Linked DNA regions of Sus scrofa: region 1 is linked to region 2. A link is a contact called in public Hi-C data. All regions are on one chromosome and are shown on one strand. The core of a region is the stretch at or near the end of the contact, and the rest is flanking DNA. Distances in the headings are between cores, read along the strand shown.

Region 1 (5,068 bases), core at 114-2,613, 120 kb before region 2:
GAATGCCTCAGGTTTTAGTGACGATCATGCTCCAAAAAATGAATTTCTCTTGGGGATACTGGGCTCTTGGCTTCATCTATTTCCAAGCCCAAATCTTACCAGGATGACCAAGGCCCCGCCCTCCTGGGGAGCTCCCAGCCCAGATTAAAGGTTACTCACGATCTTCTCATAGTACTCTCGCCGCCGCTCTGCCCTCTTCTTGTAGTCCACCATCATGCCTCGAAGCTTCCGCTCATGCTTCCGAGCCTCGTGCCACATCGTGGTGAGGCCAAGAGTAGGGCCTCAACCTGAGGGATGAGGGGAGGGGTGTGAGATGGGCTGGAAAAACCATATGGACAGAATCAAAGTTACCTAACAAGATGGTGACAGAGCTGATCCTGAACATCAGCTTCAGAACTGTGTGCCAGATGCTCAGCCGGATACTGGACCACTCTGGTCCAGTGGCTTGGCCATCGTGAACCCGCCCCCCTGCCCCCCCCGGGGTTATTCTGGAGTGAGCCTCCCTGGGAAAGGGGTATCCTCTATTCAAGGAGCCAGAATCAAGGATGAGAGATTTTGGAGTGGAAAGAGCAAGTGTTTGAAGTAGATCTGGGCGCAGATCTTGAGCAGCTGGGGCTAGAGCCCAAGGGAGGGGGAGAACTGAAACGGCTCCCATCAGAGCCATCCGTGGGGATGGGGTGCAGGGCCCTGGAGATGTAGGCAGGTGGGGGAAGAGTAGAAAGATTTTATGGGAACAGAGCAGTAGTTTGAAGATGGGGTCGAGGGCAAGTGAAGGGCGTGAACGGAAGACACTTAGGGGAGGAAGGGGAGCACGGGGGAGTGCTGAAAGGAAAAGCCTGAGTGCCGGTGAGGTCTAAAGAAGGAATCGAAATCGGGGGTGGGGGCCGGGGATGGTACAGAGATCGAGCGCGCAGACAGGAAGGGGTGGGCTGAGCTTAGGGGGAAGGCTGGTGGATCGGGCAGAGCCCCGAGGATCTGGACAGGGCTCGAACGTCGGGTCTGGACCTGAAGGTTCGGGTTAAGTTTTTTTGACAAGGGGGCGGGACCTGTGGCAAGCTGCGGGTCTGACGGCGCGAGTTCGGGCCGATGGCGGGGGCAGGGCGAGGCCTGAGGCCCGGCAAGCAGACGGGGTGCGGGGCGGGCGGCCCTCGGGGCCAGGGCCGAGCGGAGGTTCACAGCAGAACGGAGAGAGGCTGAGGCAAGGGCGAAGCTGGGCTGACGTCTACCAGAAGCCAGGAGACCGGGGCCCGCCGCCTGCACTCACCGGCTCGTCGCCGCCTCCCACCTCTGCGCTCTCGCGCGGCCCGCACCGGAAACGGAAGTGGGCGGTGGAGGGGAAGGGGGACACGGTGCGGCGGAGGCGCGCTTCCGCCGACGCGAGGGGCGGGTCCAAGGTTAGGGTGTGGACGGAGGGGCGGGGCCTGGAGGAGGGCGGAGCGGAACCGAGAGCCAAGGGACTTTGTACCCAAGGAGCCGGGGAATTTTCTCAAGTGCAGAAGAGATGAGACCCCCCCCGGGCTCAAAAATTCGTCTTTATTGGGAAGACTGTGAACAATTACCCCCCCCACCTTCAGGCGTGGGGAGGGAGGGCTAGGGATCTGCGCCCCCCTCCCCTATTTACACTTTAGAATCCGCCGGGAGAAGGCACCCCAGCTGAGGCAACTTTAAAGAGCTAGTATTTGGAAGCCAAACCCCTTTTCCTCTCCAGACTCAGTTTTCTCATTTGTAAAATGGGCTCAAGGGAAACCGATGCTACGGCGTTTCTCTCCAGCACTGAAGATGTCCGATTAGGAAGGATGAGGACGTCGGAAGACGGACCAAGGGCAGCCCAAGGGGATGGGGGTGCTGGACATCCCGGTTGGGTTTGCACGGCCCCTTCCACCACCCTCCCCACCCAGTGCCTCTCCTCCAGTGCCGCAGGGGCTACGTGGCCTCAGGCCCGGGGGACAGGAGGCCGCTTCCAAAGCCCCCCTCGCGGTACTGGTTGGGGAACATGTTGCTGCCCACGAGGCTGGCAGTGCCTCCATCCCCGGAGCCCGGGGCCTGGTACGAGTCCAGCGTCAGCGGCTCAGGGCCCGGGGGCTCCGCGACCGGGGCCCCTGCCCCCCCGTTGCCCGCGACAGCGCTGGAGAGTGGTGGCGCTGGGGGCAGCATGTCCAGCATGGTGAAGAGTGTGGGGGCAGCAGGGTCATAGGCAAAACCATCGTCCAGGAGATCCGGCCCGCCGGGGGGCTCCAGGCCAGGGAGGGATACAGTGCCTGGGAAGAAGTCTGTGTCTGGCAGCAGCGCTGACGGTGGGAGGAACGGGCCTGCAGGGAGGAGGAGAAAGAAGGAAATAGGGTGGACTTTGAGGATCAGCCTCCTGCCGGGTCCTAACTCAAATGCCCAGTCTGTTACTAAATGCATTTTCAGTGCAGTCTCCATTAATGTCAAGAAGAAAACCCTCAGTAAAAGCTATCACCATTCTCTCTTTTTTCTCTTTTTGGTTACCATAAAATTTTTTTTGAGGTATAGCTGATGTACAATATTGTATGTTTCCAGTGCACAACACAGTGATTCACAATTTTTTAAGGTTATATTCCACAGTTATTATAAAATTCCCTGGACTGCACAATATGTCCTTGTGCTTATTTTTATTTTTTAAATTTTATTTATTTATTTTTGCTTCTTAGGGCCGCACCTGCAGCATATGGAAGTTCCCAAGCTAGGGGTCCAATCAGAGCTACAGCCGTCGGCCACAGCCACAGCCATAGCAACACAGGATCCAAGCCATGTCTGTGATCTACACCACAGCTCATGGCAATGCCAGATCCCTGACCTGCTGAGCGAGGCCAGGGATCAAACCCAAATCCGCATGGACTCGAGTCAGATTCGTTTCCGCTGCACGACACTGGGAAGTCCCTATTTATTTTATACATAGTGGTTTGTACCTCTTAATCCCCTACCCTCTCTTCTCCCTCCCCCCTGCCCTCTCCCAGCTGGTAACCACTAGTTCTCTATATATCTGTGAATCTGCTTCTTTTTTTATTTTCACTAGCTTGTTTTCTTTTTTAGATTTCACATGTAAGTGATATCATACAGTCTTTGTCTTCCTCTGATTTATTTCACTAAGCATAATATCCTCCAAGTCTATCCATGTTGTTGCAAAGGGCAATTTTTCACTTTTTATGGCGAGTAGTATTCCATCGTGTATATATACCATATCTTCTTTATCCATTCAGTTGTTGATGGGAACTTAAGTTGCTTACATATCCTGGCTATTGTAAATAGTGCTGCTATGAACCCTGGAGTTCATGTATTTTTTTTCTGAATTAGTGGAGTGGAATTGCTGGTTCGTATGGTATTTGCAAGTGAGATGCCAAATCAGGGGTTAGTATCCAAAATATATAAATAGTTCATACAACTCAACATCATAAAAACAACTGATTTAAAAATGGGCAGAAGACCTGACAGACATTTTTCCAAAGAAGAGATACAGATGGCCGACAGGCACATGAAAAGATGTTCAACATCGTTAACCATCAGAGAAATGCAAATCAAAACCACAATGAGATATCACCTCACACCTGTCAGAAGGGCTATCGGCAAAAAGACACAAATAACAAAGGTTGGCCAGGCTGTGGAGAAAAGGGAACCCTCCTACACTGTTGGAGGGCGTGTAAATTAATGCAGCCACTGGGCAAAGCAGTGTGGGGGTTCCTCAAAGCAGTAAAAATAGGACCATTCTTATTTAATAAGCAAACAGGCAAAATAAGTCACAGTCCACAGGCAAGTCATAGAACCAGGGTTGAGACCACACTCCTGCAGGGCTAGGGGGTTTTCCCCAAGAATGAGGAAGAAGAGGAGGCTCCAAAGCCCCCCAAATACAGAGACAACCCCCAAAGCAAAGTTTTCACACCAAAGGAGACCCAAGTGAGAATTCACAAGTGCCAAGGTTGGAAAACAAATGATAAGTGTCATTATGGGAGAGTCTCTCTCCTTTTTTTTTTTTTTTTTTTTTTTTTTGTCTTTTTAGGGCCATACCCACAGCGTATGGAGGTTCCCAGACTAGGGGTTGAATCGGAGCTACAGCTGCCCATCTACACCACAGCCACAGCAATGCAGGATCTGGGCCACATCTTCGACCTACACCACAGCTCATGGCAACACCAGATCCTTAACCCTCTCAGCAATGCCAGGGTTGAACCTGCATCCTCATGGATGCTAGTCAGTTTCATTTCTGCCATGCCATAATGGGAACTCCAGAGTCTCTCTTTTTGAGACAAGACAAACTTCACCAGCAAAGGCTGACTACACTTATCTTAGAAAGGGACACAATGCTGCTGGGACTCTATTTCCCAGCTTCCTTTGTAGCTTGATGAGGTTATGTGACTAAGTTCAGCAGGCTGGAATATGGGCATGATGGCTGGAGGTGCAGCAGCCACTTTGGACCATGAGATAGAAACTACGAGTTGTAAATGGCAGGAGCTTGAGTCTCTGATGATCATGCAGCCACCTAACCATCCCTGGGCCACCTACCTCTGGACCGTGTTTATGTGAGAGGAGAAATAATGCTCTATCCTGTTGAAGCCCCTGTTATTTTGGGGTTCACTGTGAATGCAGTTAAACATGATCATAACAAATTAGGTAGCATTCCTGGTTTCTGGCAAGTTCCTAACATCTCCTAAGGACCAACTCAATGCCAACCACTGTGCCAAGTAACTGTGACATGACCTCACTACAAATCTGGAAAGGAACCTCAGCGGGAGAGCCAAAGAGGTCACGTGGTGGCTAAACTGTGACCTCAGAATTCAAACTCAGTCTGATGCCAGAGGCCTTGCTCCAGGGCAGATTTGCCACAAGAGTGACAGAGCAGAACTCAGATGCTGGGAAATTGGGGTGAAGGAGCATGTGTATGGATGATAAGTGGCTGATGAGCAAGGGCTTCGGGGATGGGAATCGAAGTCGGCTGAAATGGACTAGGATTGGGGCTTTCTAGGGGCAGAGCTCCTGGGCCCTGGGTACCAGCTGCAGGGGGCCGGGGAAACAACAAGTGATACTTGAAACCTTCAGGGTGGGACTGGCTGGA
Region 2 (5,300 bases), core at 1,524-4,023:
CCTGCTCCCTGCTTGGTCCTCACAACAAACCTCTTTCTGTTCTAAACCCAATGTTTCAGTATGTGGGGCTTCTCTGTGCATGGCGCGCAAGGACAAGAGCAGCCTGGGGCTCAGAGGGGTACGGGGAGCCACCGACTCCCCCTCACCTGGATGGCCATCTTGGACCTGAGGCCGGGGCCCAGCTGGTGAATGACCTGAGCATTGAGGCTGCCGCTATTGTCCATGTCACCCACCAGCACGGGGAACGCCTGTGGGGCAGAGGACAGGGTTAGAGGTCAGAGATCTAGCATTAGGGAAGAACACCCATGATGGGCCTCGGTGAGAAGCCGAGGATTAGGAAGCCTCAGATTGGGTCTTCTCCTCCAAGAAGCCCTCCAAGGCCACCTAGGCTGACCCAGGCTCTCCTCTGAGCTCACACTGCTTTTGGGTTCTCCCATCTCAGTCTTGCCCACCCTGGACTACTGCTGTCTGGGGACAGGCCTGTTCCCTTTCTCCACTGGGCTGTGAGCCCCATGTCTGTTTGAATCACTGCTATGTCCCCAGCACAGGGCTGGGCACAGAATGGGGGTGCAAGGAAGGTTGGTTGAGTAAATTACCTGGAAATGGTTAACATAAGCAAAGACTAATTTAGTCCCTTAAGCCCACCCGTGTCCTGGCCCAACCTCCTTCCAGGCCCCCAGTTTTTTCCACTCCCTTAATAGCCTCCAGACAACTTGAGAAATGCCAGTTCCAAAGCATTCATCTGGCCTCCTCTTGGCCTGTCTTTCCCTCGTTCAAATCTTTCAGTGGCTCTCCACTGCCCCCTAGTGCCCCCGAGGTGAAATGCCTAGCTTGGCCTTCGAAGCCCAGCAAGGATCCACACAGCCCAGCCCTGCCCACTCTGGGTCATCACTGGTGACCTTGGCGTCCTCAGCTTCTCTCGGCACAGGGCTAGGCTGAGAAGTGGAGGGCAGGATGAAGAAATGACCCAGGCTCCAGGGCACCTTGGAGAGACAGACAGCACGTCCCAACACCCTTGGCAGCTCTGACCTCCTACTGACAAAGCCTTCTTTACCTGTTTGGCTGCATTATGTGTTACAAGAAAGATACAATGAATGAATGGCAAAAGGAAGCTCACCTCTGTGGGACTCAGCTGCTTTGTCCCCACGTACGTGACCCCAAAGTGGTAGTTGGACTCCCCGATTGTGCTGAGGGCGACTGTATGGTTCACCTGGGAAAAGAGGGAGGGCTGTGGCGATGAGTCCGAGGACCACGCCCCTGCCCAAGGAATGCAGCTGAGCTCATGCCTAGGACAGCTCCCCTCCAGCCCAGGATCCGGGATCCTTGTCAATCTAGCTTTCCTATCAGGCTGGGCTGGGCTGAAGATGAAGACTGGGAGGTGTGCCCTGACTAGATTGGAAGCTTAGAGGAGGGATGTGCCAGGGCTGGGGCACACGCCTGGCACTTTATTCCTGCCTGGATGCTGGTTGGGGGTGAGGTGCATTATTTCTGGACTCTTGGTCCCCAGACTCTACACTGGTCGCCACGGAGTGGTTAGTCTGGCAACAAGGAGCCCACACCTTTAGGCTGCAATAAAAGGGCTGTGTGGGCAGATGCAGGGGGATGGGGGGGATGACCCCTGGAGGAAGAGGGGCCCAGGAAGGCTCACCTGGAAATGATTACTCAAACCTTTGTTGACTGTGAGCTTGACACCTTCCATCTGAATAGGAAACAGCTCTGAGAAAGAGAGAATGCTGGTTGTCACACTCCGAACACACACACACACACACACACACACACACACACACACACACACACACACACCTCTTCTCAGGTGCCTTCCTTCCCTAGAATCCTCACTCTCCATTCCCCAGGTACCCACAAGCAACACATTGCAAAGTACCCCAACCAATACAGAGGCAAAACAGCCTAGTGTTTTGATGTGCTCAGGATCAAGGCCTTTGCCTACATCCAAATCCCAGGGCCACCACTTACTGCCAGTGTGACAGGAGACACGTCAACTCATCTCAGTCTGTCAATTTTATCAACTGGAAGTTGAGGATATTCACCGCATAGAACTATTGCAAGGGTTTCATGAGTTAACACGTACTGAGTGCCAGTGCTCAGGATGTGGCCACCACTCTTCCATCATAACTATTCCACATCGGGATCCAAAAGCCTTGGCTTCTACCCCCACTGCCCCTTGCTGTCACGGTGACCTTGGGCCTCAGTTTCCCTCACGATCACATGAGGCTGGCTTGGCTGATTCCTGGGGTTCCTGAGGTCCCTAAAGCTTTTCTCTGCTGCCTTGGCATTCCATCCCAAGGTTCCACCATTTGATCCCATCGTTCTAAGCCCCGAGTTCAACGTTGCACCATTCGACTCCAACATCAGCTCCTAACGCTGTGTTCAATGATTCCAGTGGTCCGTGCCAATTCCCAAGGTCCTCAGTGTTCTCCCCCTCCCCCCGAGATCCGGGCCATCACACTCCCGCCGGGCCCCTAGCCCCTCACCCTTGCACTTCCGGTGGCACTCCTCGAACGTGCCCGGGTTGGGCAGGCAGCCACAGGCCCCATCATCCCCGGTCCCTCCAGCGTTAGCGGCCGCAGTCCCAGGGGTCCGTTCGGAACCTCGACCTGTACCAGCCCCAGCGCCCAGGCCGCCCCCGAGCGGCGGCAGCGTGAAGCCGGGAGGAGAGGGCGGAGGCGAAGGCAGTCCCACGAGGGGAGGCGCAGGTGGCGGCGGCGGCCCTGCAGGCGGCGAACTAGCGGCCAAGACGTTCCCCATGGTCGCCTGCAAAGGGAAGGGTCAGAGGGCAGAGGTCAAGGCCCACGGGCTCCAAGCCCTGTCCCCAGCCAACACCCCCTTGCTCGTAACCCCGGTTCTCACCCGCGGCAGCGCCTCCTCCCGGTCTGGGCTCCGCTCCCACCCCGTGCGCCACGCGCAACCGAACCCGCTGCCGCCGCCGCCGCCACCGTCGCCCCGCCCCCCCCAGTCCATTGGTTTAACGGGCCCTTGCGTCCGCCCACCGGCTTCAGGGTCTGGCCTTACTATTGGTGTCGTGGATGAGAGTTCCACCCACTTCCTTGGAACGTCCTTTTCTGTTGGTTCCCACTCGCAGACAGGTCAAAGCACACCTCCCCGTCCTTCCCACTGGCTTGGAGAGCCCACGCCGATTGGTTCGCGATGCCGCGGGTTCCGGTGCTCGCCCGCCATTGGCCTGTGCTGCTTGCTTTGCAACGCCCTTTTGACGTATCGCCTCCGCCCCTTTCCAGAAGTCACCCCCCCCACACTTTCGACTCCGCCCCGCGGCGAAGTTGCCATGTTTATTGGTCGGCCTTGGTCCTTGACGCATCCTGATTGGCTCCGGCAGGTACAAGGTCCTACCCTATTGACGTAATCTATCTGGTGTGTTCATTGGCTAAAGTGCCGGGGTCAAAGGACATGGATAAAGGTGGGTTGCGCGGCAGAGGCTGCTAGGCAGCAAGGTCAGGCCTCGCGTCCCACCAGGCTTCGCGGCAAAGGGGCGGCCCCCTAGTCCTGAGTCGCGGACCGAAAGCCGGAAGTGCTGGCCGTTCCCACAGTGCCACGGGAGAATTCTAACCCGTTACATGAACCCTGTCCTGTTTCTTGTTACCCACAATGCCCCTTACCTATTTAACAGGACAGTTGCCGTAGACCCACCCCTTTCGTTACCCATGATGTCTTCTGGGTCTCCTCCCACCCCTGGCCAAGTCGCTGCGGCTTCTATCTTTGGCCCATTCATTCAGGTCCCATTACCCAGCATGCCTTCCGTCCCATTCATTTCAGTTTGGTTGCCTGTACTACCTTTAGCCCCTTTATGCCCGTTCATTCCCTTCATTCTTCTAGCTCTTCCTTAATTGAGCATCTAGTTTTGGGTCCATTACACATCAGCTCCATTATTCATCCCTCTGTCCCTGGCTTATTCATTCGGATCTATTACCCATCGTGCCCTGAGCTCCTATTAAAACAATACTGGAGTTCCCGTCGTGGCGCAGTGGTTAACGAATCCGACTAGGAACCATGAGGTTGTAGGTTCGATCCCTGGTCTTTCTCAGTGGGTTAAGGATCCCGCGTTGTGGTGAGCTGTGGTGTAGGCTTGGATCCCGCGTTGCTGTGGCCGTGGTCTAGGTCGGCGGCTACAGCTCTGATTCGACCCCTAGCCTGGGAACCTCCATATGCCGCAGGAGCGGCTCAAGAAAAGGCAAAAAGACGAAAATAAATAAATAAATAAATAAATAAATAAATGAAATAAAACATTAATACTTTTGCTTTTGGCCTGTTTTTATTGCCGTTTATTCATTACGCCCAAGCCCCTCGTACTTAATTACTGCTATTTCTCCTTTGTTCCCTTTATTTCTGTCTATTATTCATTAGATTACTGTTGAGGATTCCTTTTCCTTAACCACCATGCCTGGACTCCTTCCCCTCTCCTTCCATTACCCATCACTACGTTTTTGGCTTATGCATTCTTGCTCTTTAGGCCCTCCATTATCTTTGTCATATCTTTTGTCCTTTTTCTTTTTGTCTGTAACCTGTCTTGACTTCTGGTCTACTGATTCCCTCAAGTCCTCAGCCCCCTATTCATTTCCCATCCTGTTCCATCTCCATCCCCTTCACAGCCCACAAAAAAAACACTAGGTGAGACCTGGTCAAAGTACAAACTTGTATCTTGTAGGAAATGCTCTATTACAAAACAATATCACATCCCCAAACCCAGGTGATCCACTTTCCCATCCAGGGAGATGCTTGGTCCAATCCCACTGGACAGGAGTAAAGGGACTCAGTAGTTTTCAAAGTAACAGCAAATTCTCCCAAGGCTGGGGTCAGCAAGGCACACTCAGCATGAGGCTCACCCCATGTAGCCCTGAGTTGGGGCTTAGTTCCCTGTAGATAGGAAATGGGGTAGTGGGGGCTCAGGGAAGGGTCTGTACCCTGAGACTCCTGCCTGCAGGAGGGAGGAGATGGGGAAGTTCTGCTTTGAGCTGGGGACTCCCCTCCCTTCCACTTTTGGGGGGCAGGGTGGGGACTGGGTGAGAGGAGCTCTGCCACCTGGAGGGCTCAGGTCTGAGCAGCAGGATGCCCCCAACACCCACCCCAGCAGACCTACTGGGAGTCACCGTCTGAGGACAAATCAGCGATCTGGGGTCTTCTTTGGGATTTTTTTGGGGGGTGGATCTGGAGATGGTGAGACATGAGAGGTATGATCTAAGGTCACAGTCTTAGGGGTCCTTGGGTGAGAGGTTGTGCAGAAACATACCTTCCCCAGCCCCTCAAGAGTCAAGGTGTTTCCATTGTCA

What was found. A called contact is a pair of places that touch in the nucleus more often than the background predicts.
Region 1: a contact with region 2 is called in a Hi-C map of fetal liver, with 2.4 times the contacts expected there. The contact joins the promoter of CLASRP here to the promoter of TOMM40 in region 2. A contact is called at or near these places in 4 of 5 promoter capture datasets (fetal liver, fetal skeletal muscle and liver), 14 of 47 Hi-C or Micro-C datasets (alveolar macrophages, blood, embryonic fibroblasts and 7 more) and 2 of 2 datasets of contacts at active chromatin or transcription factors (alveolar macrophages and skeletal muscle).

The regions. Positions count from the first base shown.
Region 1 is chr6:51,476,774-51,481,841 of Sscrofa11.1, reverse strand. CLASRP (CLK4-associating serine/arginine rich protein) reads right to left here and starts at 1,363. Exons shown (of 22, transcript XM_021094518.1): 1 at 1,265-1,363; 2 at 160-287. The coding sequence starts at 258. RELB (transcription factor RelB) reads right to left here. Exons shown (of 12, transcript XM_021094521.1): 12 at 1,492-2,309. The coding sequence ends at 1,924.
Region 2 is chr6:51,357,629-51,362,928 of Sscrofa11.1, reverse strand. TOMM40 (translocase of outer mitochondrial membrane 40) reads right to left here and starts at 2,773. Exons shown (of 9, transcript NM_001315748.1): 1 at 2,493-2,773; 2 at 1,649-1,716; 3 at 1,118-1,210; 4 at 147-248. The coding sequence starts at 2,766. It also overlaps a transcript of NECTIN2 not described here.